Regions from separate parts of the Mus musculus genome. Here region 2 is linked to region 1. Evidence: chromatin contacts called from public Hi-C data. All regions are on one chromosome and are shown on one strand. Each heading gives the region's core, a stretch centred on a gene start, on an enhancer-like site or on the middle of the called end of the contact. The rest is flanking DNA. Distances are from core to core; before and after follow the strand shown. Region 1 overlaps Adck1 (aarF domain containing kinase 1). Region 2 overlaps Nrxn3 (neurexin III).

Region 1 (6,326 bases), core at 3,760-6,259:
CACAATCCCTGGAACTCATGGTGTGACACAGGGCTCCATGAAAACCTACCAGGGTGAGTACAGAGTATGGACAAAAGCCTTTGTTGTGTGTTCTGTGGGAAAGATGGGATGACACAGGACAGTCCGGCTGGCTGAGTCATGACTGCAGGCTGTAGGGAACAGGAGCTATTCCTAGTAGTCTGGGACCTAGTCCTGGACACTAAGAGCCAAGGGAATGAGGCCTTGACTCTCTTATGAATGGAGGAGACCAGGGAATACTGGTTCTGCATCACTTGGTTTGCATAAGGAAGCCATATTGCCAGGAGAGATGCTGGCTCTCTCAGAATCAGCTACTGAGCATAAAAGGCCTTCTAGTGCCCACAAGGACATCCAAAGCTCCAACGATAATAGAAAGCTAAACACTAGCTAATATGAGTCTCTTGCTTGCTCCCTCAGCAGTCTCCCTGAGTTCCACATACTGAGAGCACACAGACCAGCATCACCTACACAGACTTGCTCCCCTACCTGCCTTGATCTGGGCAGATCCAATGGCCTCTCTGACATCACACTAGTGTCCAATCAATAGTGTCCAATGAAACATATCACGCCCTTCCCACTACAACCAAGGCCATAAAATGTCACCCCTGCACCCCAAACTTCTAAACTTGGAGGTCTCCCAGGCCATAAGGCTTAATGTCCTAGGAAAGGGACTTCTGTTACCTTCATTCACATTTGAAACATAACAGAGTGGTTTTCAAACCCTAGGCATCCAGCAGTGAAGGTAGAAGGAAGGAAGGAAGATGAACCCTACAGTGGTCCCAGATTACAGCAGATTCTCTGTAAAAAGCAACTTTGAGTTGAGAGATGGAGTTAAGTCCAGAAAGAGTTCATAGGGGAGGAGAGAGATGTAAAGACACGTAATACTAAAGGAAAGCTGTGAAGAATTGAGTTGGAATTTTGATAGGGATTGCACTGAATCTGTAGGTTGCTTTCAGCAAGATAGCCATTTTTACTACGTTAATCCTGCCAATCCATGAGCATGGGAGATCTTTCCATCTTCTAAGATCTTCTTCAATTTCTTTCTTCAGAGACTTGAAGTTCTTATCATACAGAGCTTTCACTTCCTTAGTTAGAGTCACACCAAGGTATTTTATATTATTTGTGACTATTCTGAATGATGTTGCTTCCCTAATTTCTTTCTCCGCCTGTTTATCCTTTGTGAAGAGGAAGGCCACTAATTTTTTTGAGTTAATTTTATATCCAGCTACTGCACAGAAGTTGTTTATCAGGTTTAAGAGTTCTCTGGTGGAGTTTTTGGGGTCACTTATATATACTATCATATCATCTGAAAATAGTGATAGTTTGACTTCTTTCTTTTCAATTTGTATCCCTTTGGCCTCCTTTTGTTGTCTAATTGCTCTGGCTAGAACCTTCAGTACTATATTGAATAAATAGGTAGGAAAAAAGTGGGCAGCCTTGTCTAGTCCCTGATTTTAGTGGTATTTGCAATCCCCATCAAAATTCAAACTCAATGCTTCACAGAGTTAGAAAGAGCAATTTGCAAATTCATCTGAAATAACAACAACAACAATTAAAAAAAAAACCTAGGATAGCAAAAACTATTCTCAATAATAAAAGAACTTCTGGTGGAATCACCATCCATGACCTCAAGCTGTACTACAGAGCAATTATGATAAAAACTGCATGGTATTGGTACAGTGACAGGCAGGTAGATCAATGGAATAGAACTGAAGACCCAGAAATGAACCCACACACCTATGGTCACTTGATCATTGACAAGAGAGCTAAAACCATCCAGTGGAAAACAGACATCATTTTCAACAAAAGGTGCTGGCTCAACTGGTAGTTAGCCTGTAGAAGAATGCAAATTGATCCATTCTTATCTCCTTGTACAAAGCCCAAGTCCAAGTGGATCAAGGACCTCCATATAAAGCCAGATACACTGAAAATAATAGAAAAGGAAGTGGGGAAGAGCCTCGAGCACATGAGCACAGGGGAAATTTTCTGCAACAGAACACCAATAGCTTATGCTCTAAGATCAAAAATTAACAAATGGGACTTCATAAAATTGCAAAGCTTCTGTAAGACAAAGGACACTGTCAATAGGACAAAACAGCAACCAACAGATTGGGAAAATATCTTTACCAATCCTACATCCAATAGAGGGCTAGTATCCAATATATACAAAGAACTCAAGAAATTAGACTCCAAAGAACCCTATTGAAAAATGGGGTACAGAGATAAAGAATTCTCAACTGAGGAATACCAAATGGCTGAGAAGCACCTAAAGAAATGTTCAACATCCTTAGCTATCAGGGAAATGCAAATCAAAACAACCCTGAGATTCCACCTCACACCAGTCAAAATGGCTAAGATAAAAAACTCAGGTGATAGCAGATGCTAGCGAGGATGTGGAAAAAGAGGAACACTCCTCCACTGCTGGTGGGATTGCAAGCTGGTACAACCACTCTGGATATCAGTCTGGCAGTTCCTCAGAAAAATTGGACATAGTACTACCTAAGGACCCAGCTATACCACTCCTGGGCATATACCCAGAAGATGTTCCAACATGTAGTAAGCACATATGCTCCACTATGTTCATAGCAGCCTTATTAATAATAGCCAGAAGCTAGAAACAACCCAGATGTCCCTCAACAGAAAATGTTGTACATTTACACAAATGAGCTATTAAACTCAGCTATTAAAAACAATGAATTTATGAGATTCTTAGGAAAATGGATGGAACTAGAAAATATCATCCTGAATGAGTAACCCAATCACAAAAGAACACACATGGTATGCACTCACTGATAAGTAGATATTAGCCCAGAACCTCAGAATACCCAAGATACAATTCACAGACCACATGAAAATCAAGAAGGAAGACCAAAGTGTGGATACTTCGATCCTTCTTAGAAGGGGGAACAAAATACTCATGGAAGGAGTTATAAAGACTAAGTGCAGAGCAGAGACTGAAGAAAAGACCATCCAGAGACTGCCCCTGGATGTATCTGGGAATCCATCCCATATACAGTCACCAAACCCAGACACTATTGTGGATGCCAACATGTGTTTGCTGACAGGAATCTGTTATAGCTGTCTCCTGAGAGGCTCTACCAGTGCCTGACAAATACAGAGGTGAATGCTCACAGTCATCCATTGGACTGAGCACCAGAAGATGAGAGAAAGGACACAAGGAGCTGAAGGGGTTTGCAGCCCCATAGGAGGAACAACAATATGAACTCACCAGTACCCCCAGAGCTCCCAGGGACTAAACCACCAACCATAGAGCACACATGGTGAGACTCATGGCTCCAGCTGCATATGTAGCAGAGGATGGCCTTGTTAGTCATCAATTCGAGGAAAGGTCCTTGGTCCTGTGAAGGCTCTATGCCCCAGTGTAGGGGAATGCCAGGGCCAGGAAGTGGGAGTGGATGGGTTATGAGCAGGGGGAGGGGAGGAGGGGATAGAGGGTTTTCGGAGGGGACACCAGGAAAGAGGATACCATTTGAAATGTAAATAAAGAAAATATCTAATTTAAGGGGAAAAAAGGAGAGCTGGCAATCTATTCAAGGTCCATCTCCTGATGTTTAGCTTAAGGCTCATCAGCCTACACACATGCAACACATGACAGAGTCCAGACAAACTCCAAAAAATTAGAGTTGTGTACGAGGACTCACATGTAGCCTTTTCTTACTACCCAGACTGAAAAAGCGTCATAATTCATACTCAGAAAGTTCCGGCCTCAGTAAGCAGAGATACCCTAAATACTGTCTCATTCCAATTAACAAATATTAAAGCAAGACCTGAAAAAAAATCCAACTAGCCCCCCAAAACTTAACAAAGCCTTAGATCAAAATTTAAGAACATTCATTACAAAATATATAATACCCAAAAAGATAAAACTCAATATCTAACAACTATTGGAAAATGAACAGATATGCAGATGACAGAGAAAGCATGACATACTTTATGTCCTGAGAGGAGGGACAAATATCAAACAAAATCAACTAAGATCTGAAACTGATGCTCCAGTTAGTAAAGAACAGCATTCAAGCCACGCCTGGTGATGCAGGCCTGCATCCCCAGCCCTCAGAGGTGAAAGGATCCCAAGCTTAAAACCTGTCTAGACTAGAAAGGGAGTCTAAGCCAAGGCAGGGTTATGAGTTAGGTGGTCTGGGTGCATCATGCCATTGTATTTCTAAAGAAACAGAAATTAAAATGATAGCTTTCCAGATCAACGAGTGTGTGTTCCCAGCTCCTCTGTAAGTGCCTTGGCAATGGTGTTTTATCACTGCAAAAGAAAAGCAACTAATTACAAAGAGTCTTACCATGGAACTCTGGCCGGCATGGCGAATGCCATGTGGGACAGGCTGACCTCCAGCTCACCAAGATCTGCCTGCCTCCTTCTCCCAAGCACCGGGATTAAGGGTGTGCACCAACACATTTATCTGGCTTTCTTCAAACATGGCTTCTGGGAACTGAACTCAGACCCTCAGACTTGCATGGCAATGAGCCATCTCCTGGACCAACACCTATATCTTAATAGGGAACGGAGTTTTAGGCTGAAGGAACTCGTCTCTAGTGGTGGAGTTAACATCACCAACAATAATTTAGGGAGTTGTAAAGTAAAAGATGTCCCGGGATCCCTGGAATTCCATCAAATGAGCTGTCACAACTAACTACAAGCACTCAGCAAACAGTAAACGAGTTGCAAATTTAAGAGAATAACAATGTTATTACTTGCAACTTGGGGCTCCCCTTGCCAAAGAGCAAGCCTGCCTGCACAGATGCCCACAGGAGTTGGGGACCTGAACTCGTCAATCTGGAGACTATCCATTTGGGAACTTCATGGCCAGAAAAGCTACAGAGAACCCTTCCCTCCATCTGCCCCTTAATCACACACAGTGAGAAAATGCATAATTAATTTGTTCTCACAGTTGCTCGGCGACCGGAAAAGTGGGGGCATTTCTGGAATGGCTGCTACAGACAAGAATAACAAATGCCAAGGCCATGAGCAGAATAACACACCCAGACAGCCTGCATCCCCTCTTGGCTCGCTGTGCTTGTTCAGGATACCCGCCTGAATGTGGGATGACAGTCTCTTTTTCACATCTATACAGTCTTATACTCTCATGGCTGACAGCAGAAATCAAAACAAACCCTCAAAAGATACAGGCAAGAAGACCTCACTCTTAGAAGGAGAGTGACGCTGAGCAGGTTTGGGGGCATATGGAGAACGTTAGGTAGGGAAGCGAGGGAAAACTGACTACAGGTAGTGGTTAGACAATGTGCTTTCAACTTGAGTGGGTATGAAATCATCTAAGAGACATGCTTCCCCGGAAGAGTTATCTGAGGGGGAATGTCCCCCGAGTGGACAGTACCTTCCAACAGAAGCCCAGACAAAAAGAGAGCTGAGGAAATGGCGGTAATGCTACTTTTGCCTGCTTGCCTTTGCATCTTGTGACTAAGTACATCTACTCTGCCGCTGTTGCTGCTGCCACCACCACGGCTGCTATCCTTCGCTAATACCAGAACCCAGCTTCTTGGGCCTTCCTATGAGAGCTGAAGATTGGTGGGTCTCTGGGAATCTTCCAGGCCTTTGGTGCCAGACTGGAACTGCAGAGGTATCCATCCTCCTACAGTCAGAAGCTACAGGGCTCTCAGCCTTTCCAGTGAACAAAGAGACATTGCTGGACTGCCTAACCTGTCCAGGTCAGCTAATCTAATTATACCACTTTGTATACATTCATGTTCTGTGTTCTGTTCCTCTCGGCCTGTGGGTTGCAACCCCTTTTGGGGGGTCTTATATCAGATATCCTGCTTATAAAGTATTTATATTACAATTCATAACAGTTATGAAGTAGCAACGTGATAATTTTATGATTGGGGTCACTACAACATGAGGAACTGTATTAAAGTGTTGTAGCATTAGGAAGTTCAGAACCTAGAGGATCCTGACTAATACAAATAACATTGACACTTGTTAGTCTAATCACATGTACTAAAGACACTGTGATGCCATAGAAAAGTGACCTGGCTTAGGGAAGTAGACAGGAATTACAGCTTAAAGTCCCTCGGTGATACGTAAACAAGAATTAGGACAACATATTTCAGGCAGAGGCACCAGGTACAGCATTCATTTTATTACTCTCTGGGCTTTGTATCAACATTTAGGACTCTTCATAGTGAGATTTGTTTTCCTAACAGAGCCAACAGCAGTTCACACCCTGCAGAAGAAAATCAGGCTGCTAATAATCCCACGACCCTGAGCTAGGGAGATGAGAGGGACATTGCCCAGGTACACAGGGGTAATCTGCACAGCT
Region 2 (6,010 bases), core at 3,120-5,619, 990 kb before region 1:
TCTCTGTTTTAAGCTGCCTTTGGGAAAAGAAAAACAATTCTGTAAAGCTGACACTAATATTCCCACACAAGCAGAAAAACTCAAACAAGCTCATGCCCTACAATGGAAGCATGCAAACAATGAGTCTTTATTGAAGGTTTCTTATTACAAATTAATGTATAGAAAACATTTAGAGGCTGTTTGTATGTCTTAGAGAGAAGGAGGTAGTTGGATTGCCTCTGCATATAGATGGTTGTCTTTATTTTTACTGAACCCTCTAACATTCCAAAATATGACCTATTGCCCCAGTCAGGTAATTAGTGTCTTGAGTGACAAGACTGGCCAGCTTCCTTGGCTAAGATTCAGAGGGAGAAAGCGATGGGCAGGGAAGATGGTAAGCATATTTGTAAGGGAAGCAATGTGTCCATCCTTTTCACAACTTCATTTTTGTCCCATTCAAACAGAGATATGTTGAAGCAGCCCCCAGTGGTATAGTCCATGTTGACATTTGCTCCTATTGCCTATCAGTTGCCCCTTACTCTGCATGGTTCAGTGGTCAGTGAGAAGGCTCGGGTGAATGACAAGAATGGATGGGAGAAGACTGAGATTTTGGAGATATAAACACAAAAGGTCACTTACTCACTATTGAATTCAACACCAACTCCCAAGCACTCAGCCTGCCACATCTGTGCTCCGTGGATCACAATTGAAAGAACAAAGCTCAGAGCACAGTCAGGCTCGTTTCTCTAGTGCAAAGCCACTTCCTTCTTGTCTCCAGTATCTGCTTTACTGACGCCTTTCCCCTGTAGGAGTCCACTCACCTGCCTAAGGCAGAGAAGAAGCTCAGTCACACAGCACATTACATAGTGCACATACCAACCAGGTACTGCCCCAGACCATGAATGGGGCTGGAATGGGGCTGGAGAGAGGAACTTAGCTTTAACCCTCAGACAAAAGCAGTTGCCCTTATTCTTCTCTGCCCATAACTTCAGGAATATCATTAGACTTTTATGCTAACAAAGATTGACCACCGAAGTCTTTGGGAAGTTTCCAGACTTATTTATAGTTTAGGATTATAAAACTTTCTGTCTCAGACACCTTCATGTATTTGTTCAGATTAGTCAGATCTGAGAACTAGGTTAAGAGACTATTAAAATAAACAAGCAAACAAACAAACAAACACAGGTTTTCCATTCTGAGTGCTGGGCCAAAGATCTGGGAAAATTTCTTTTTCTCAAAAAAGAACACCAATGCTTGGGTAATTTTTTTCCCTCATTTTCTGAGGCAATGATAGCTAAGGTTTCCAGGCCCTAATTACATGAAGCAATGGCTTTGGGCTGGGCCAATAGAGCATGGAATGAAGACTTTCTTTTAATTTGCCATGTCCTTTACTGCAAAGATCTGGATCTTAATGAATTGAGGTAAAGCTATGTAGAATATCCTAGATAGAACTGTATGACAGTTTGGTGTGTTTTGCATGTATAAGGCCCTGGGTTTCATACTCAGAATGAAAGAAAGGAGAAATGTAAAAGTAGAAAGGAAGGATGCAAAGGAGGAAAGGATCTAGGAAAGAAGAGCAGTCGGGAGGAGAGAAAGGTGGCTCAGGAGACTGGAGCCTTCATATCCATGCAAAGCAGATTTCTTACTACTTAGTGTCAACTTCAGAGGATCTAGAATCCACTATAGAGAAGCAGACCTGTGAGGGGCTGTCAGGATTTGGTCTATCAAGATAGAATGATCCTAATGGAGGGCAGTGCTATTCTTTGGGCTGGTAACCTGGCCTGAATGGAACAAGAATAGCAAGCTAATGGGGGCTGAAGAGATGGCTCAGAGAGTAAAAACACTGACTGCCCTTCCAGAAGACCAAGGTTCCATTCCAAGCACATATAAGGCAGCTCATAACTGTTTTGTTTGCACTGCCAAGATCTTACATCATCATACAAACATACATGCAGGCAAAATACCAATACACATAAAAGTTAAATAAATAAATAAGCTCTTGCCTTCATGCTCCTGGTCTGTCCTCTTGCCCCCCCTGACCCTCCCTCCTCTCCCTCTATGTGCTCATAGCAAGCCTCTTCTCTCTCTCTCTCTCTCTCTCTCTCTCTCTCTCTCTCTCTCTCTCTCTCTCTCTCTCTCTCTCTCTCTCTCTCTCTCTCTCTCTCTCTCTCTCTCCCTCCCTCCCTCCCTCCCCCTCCCCCCTCTCTCTCTCTCTCTCCATTTCTCTGTCTGTACTACCCTCTCAATTCCCCTCCCCATTCCCTGAATAAATGCTATTCTATACTAAAATAAATAAATAAACAACAAGTTTAGCATTAGATCCATATCCTGATAGCATGACTAGATGCTTCAAGCTCCTACCTCTATTCCTACTCCACTATGTTGAGCTACAGTTTTACCCAGAACTACAAACCAAAATGAACTCATCTTTAATTGGCTTTTTTTCAAGATAGTTTGTTGCAGCAATTGGAAAATTAATTAATATACTTATGCTGTCCAGAGTAACCCATAGCTGGAGCCATGCAGCTGTGTTACAGAGCATTACCAGGCCTTCACTGCAGAGAACCCTCTGGGCTCATTCTGGCCATAATAGTTCAGTTTTCTCTAACAAAATATAAAAGTTTCTGAATCAAGACTGGAATCTTGAACCAAAACCATCTAGCTACACTCATAAAAGAAGACCCAAGAACAATGTCCGTTTCTCCCTGCAGGAGTAAGTGTAAAATGACAATTTAGAAGGATTTAACATGGGACAAGTTTGGGGTTTTGCATTTAATGATCATGAACTTGGCAATAAGGCTGGCTCCGGATGCTAGTCCACTTTCTACCAGTTCCTAAAGTGTCCCTAACATTAAGCTAGTTGAGCAGTATATGCCTTGACTTTCCAATCTGTAAAGTAGAAAGAACACTACCAATTTCTCAATGTTATTCTAAATTAAATAATCCATGTAACATTGGACACTTGGCAGATAGCAACAAGTTCTTAATATATGTCAGCTGCTGTTAGTGTAATAGCTTAACATGCCTGATTTCAATTCTATATGACAGGCACATTTCCAGGAATGTCTATGCATCAATAGTCTCCAGACATCGAGGAAGTCTGCACAAAGTTGTAAGAATAAATTAATATTTTCCACAGAGGCTGTTAACCTGAAGTCATAGTGTGATTTAGAACAGGTTTTCTGGAGGATTTCTAAATAGAGAGATACTTTAAGTCTTGGTCAATGGAAGGAAATTTAAGAAAGTTAAGCAAGTTAGACTTGACTCCAAAACTCCAGGATATCATCTGAGCAGTGGAGACAAAGGGATGAACAAAAAGACACAGAAGTTTTGCTTTTCTTTTCTTCCCATGGTGAATACTGCATCTGATGCCTAATACCAAGAAGGAATTGTGTTACTCACATCTATCTATATTTCTTTATCTATTACTGCTCAGGTAAACTATGTTTAGCCATCTTGGTCTCCTTACATACATCCCCATCCTTGGGACCTTAGCAAACAACTGGAAAACATGCTGTCCAATATAACACAGATCTGAAATCATAAAGCAAGACTTTGCTATTTAAATATTGGTTTTCTTGAATACTGCTATTTTGCGATCTACTTTGAAAAAGTGGGTCTTCATGAAAGCTGGGAGCTCAAATAACTGGCATATTTTCACACATGACCAAATTAAGAATCAACTTGGAAATGGTCAATCTAAAGGGAGAGTTCCATCTCTAGTTCTGAAGATAGCATGGCTGACATTGAGAGGAAACAGGTTTTCTCAAAATACACTTCCCCTTTCTAAAAGGAATCAGGAACAATGTTATAGGACAGTATTCCTCACTCTTCTCAAGTAAGAAGCATTCTGTAATAGAAAAGGATAGGAATTGGATTGGGAAGTATTTCCACTTGAACACTGGGAAGGATCGAAGAGACCATTATCCATAGCTGGATACAATGTGAAGTGCTTAAGGGAATAATGTCTTTACGGTTTCAAATGTAGTCTTAATTTTATGTGTGTCTGTGTGTAGTGTGCATGTGTGTGATATGTGCACAGAATTGCAGTGCCTGAGAAGGCCAGATAAAATCTGAAGTTACAGGCTGTGTGAGTCCCTTGACAAGAATGCTGGGAACCAAACTCAAGTCCTGTACAGGAGCAGTACCTTGCTCCTAACTGCTGAGCCATCTCTCTGGCCTGAATAAGTATTTTCAAGTAAATAAATAAAGATATCATACATGAAAAGTTTTAATATTAGTAGGAAGCTGGCTGCTATTTTGAACTTAAAGGTGATTTTCTAGAAAGAAAAATTTGAGCATTAAGGCTAGAGATGGAATTCTGTGTAAAACAAGCAAGTCTCTTACACAGGTGGACAGTAGGTGGCGATACAAGTTAAGGAGTAAGTCTTAGCCTAGCCTTAATGAAATCAGACTTCCGAGACAGAGCCTTAGGTGCTCTGCTATTTTGTGGACCCTCCAATGTTCAGTGCAAAAGAAGGGTATTCGGATTTTAGTTGGATCCTGAATTGCAGCAGAGAAGGTGTTAACTCCCACACACTGCAGGAGCCAACCACAAACCTTCCCCAGTTTGAGTCTACTTAATATTCCCTGCCTAACTCTGATGTGGAAACCTTTCCTTCCCACCAATGTAAACCACACATACCTCAATATGTACCCTACATAAAAGGCACTAATTGTGCAGTGGAATGAAACCAAAAATAGAAAGTTGTGAAAAAATTCAAGATAGAGCCCAGAAGACATAGATGATTTAATTTGCCCACCATTTTCCCTTCCCAGGAGCTCTAAATTGCAGCATTCAGTTGCAGCAAAGTTATTATTATTATTAAGCAGCCTATCTGCAAACTGTCCACAGTAGTAGAACATGGTTGTTAAAGTGCACATTGTCAGTCCCAGCACAATGCACTAACTCAGACATATTGAAAATGAAGGCAAAGAAACAAAATATATGTTTCAAGTATTAAAGTGGCACTGGGAAGTAGAATGGAGTTAATTCTTGTGTTCAAGGAAATTAAATGGAATTAAGGGAGTGGTGTCCTCAGGGCAAGATGCCACACAACTAAGCTTATTGTTTATGCATTTGCAGTTGTACCATAGAGAGTTATATCATGTTTGCCATTATTATCACCTGGTTATTGTCTTCATTGAGACATAAAGAGATATGACTGTGTGTCAAAATGAGAAGGGATCGATTGCAATAGCTATTCTCACTTGTCAACTTGACTATATCTGGAATAATGGCAATCCAGAACAGGTATAGATCCTGTTAAAAGGAATTAAAGAAAATCTTAGGTTCCAACATGGTGGCACATGCCTTTAATTCCAGGAGACAGAGGTAAGCAGACCTCTGAGTTCAAGGCGAGCCTGTTATAGAGCAAGTTTCCAGTAAAGAAGAGCTTGGGTTCAGGCATGGTGATATAGGTCTTTAATGCCAGCACTCAGGAGACAGAGCATGCAGATCTTGGATTTCAAGGTCAGCCTAGTCTACAGAGCAAGCTCCAAGAGAGCCAAGTTTAGGCAATGAAGGGAATAACAATAATAATAACAATAACAATAATAATAATAATAATACTCATGAGATTTAATAGAATGAAGAGGCTATGTTCCAGCTCCAGCAAGCAGCAGAACTTGGCAGCTATGGCCATGTGGTTCTGGCTTTAGAATCAAAAATAGAAGGGGTTACTGGGACAATTAATGCTGGTTAGCTGGAGCTAAGAAATTATCCGTGATTAAGAAGAGATCAGCATCATTGAGGTTAAATCTTCTCAGAAGTGTTTTCTGAGAGCAAAATGAAGCTGTGTTCTAGAGATAGGCTTCATGCTAGCAGCGGGTAATCTTTAAGAATTACCCAGGTGGTTCTTCTTTAGAAGGCATGAGGGGGTCATCAAGAGCAGCTGAGACTTGGCACTGTAAGAGGACACTGGTGAAGGTCCAGCCTCAGTTGCAGTTGGTGGCCAAGGAATGAAGGGGCCATGCAAAGAATTTGAGGCTTGGCACCATGAAGAGAGCCTATGAGAGGCTATTGATGAAG

Evidence for each region. Hi-C and Micro-C count contacts between places; a contact is called where the count stands out from the background.
Region 2: a contact with region 1 is called in a Hi-C map of cortical neurons, with 4 times the contacts expected there. The contact joins two enhancer-like sites. A contact is called at or near these places in 3 of 484 Hi-C or Micro-C datasets (all in cortical neurons) and 1 of 115 datasets of contacts at active chromatin or transcription factors (astrocytes).

What each region holds. Positions count from the first base shown.
Region 1 is chr12:88,387,649-88,393,974 of GRCm38.p6, reverse strand. All of the region lies in intron 3 of Adck1 (aarF domain containing kinase 1), which reads right to left. Among named protein-coding and RNA genes, the nearest start is that of 3200001D21Rik, 13 kb to the right of the region's middle. Within about 2 kb of position 5,009, at least 19 of the 459 cell types and tissues checked have an H3K27ac peak or open chromatin away from gene starts, as enhancers often do. A contact at or near this core is called in cortical neurons, where this site is marked.
Region 2 is chr12:89,381,815-89,387,824 of GRCm38.p6, reverse strand. All of the region lies in intron 9 of Nrxn3 (neurexin III), which reads right to left. Among named protein-coding and RNA genes, the nearest start is that of Gm40537, 410 kb to the right of the region's middle. Within about 2 kb of position 4,369, at least 8 of the 459 cell types and tissues checked have an H3K27ac peak or open chromatin away from gene starts, as enhancers often do. A contact at or near this core is called in cortical neurons, where this site is marked.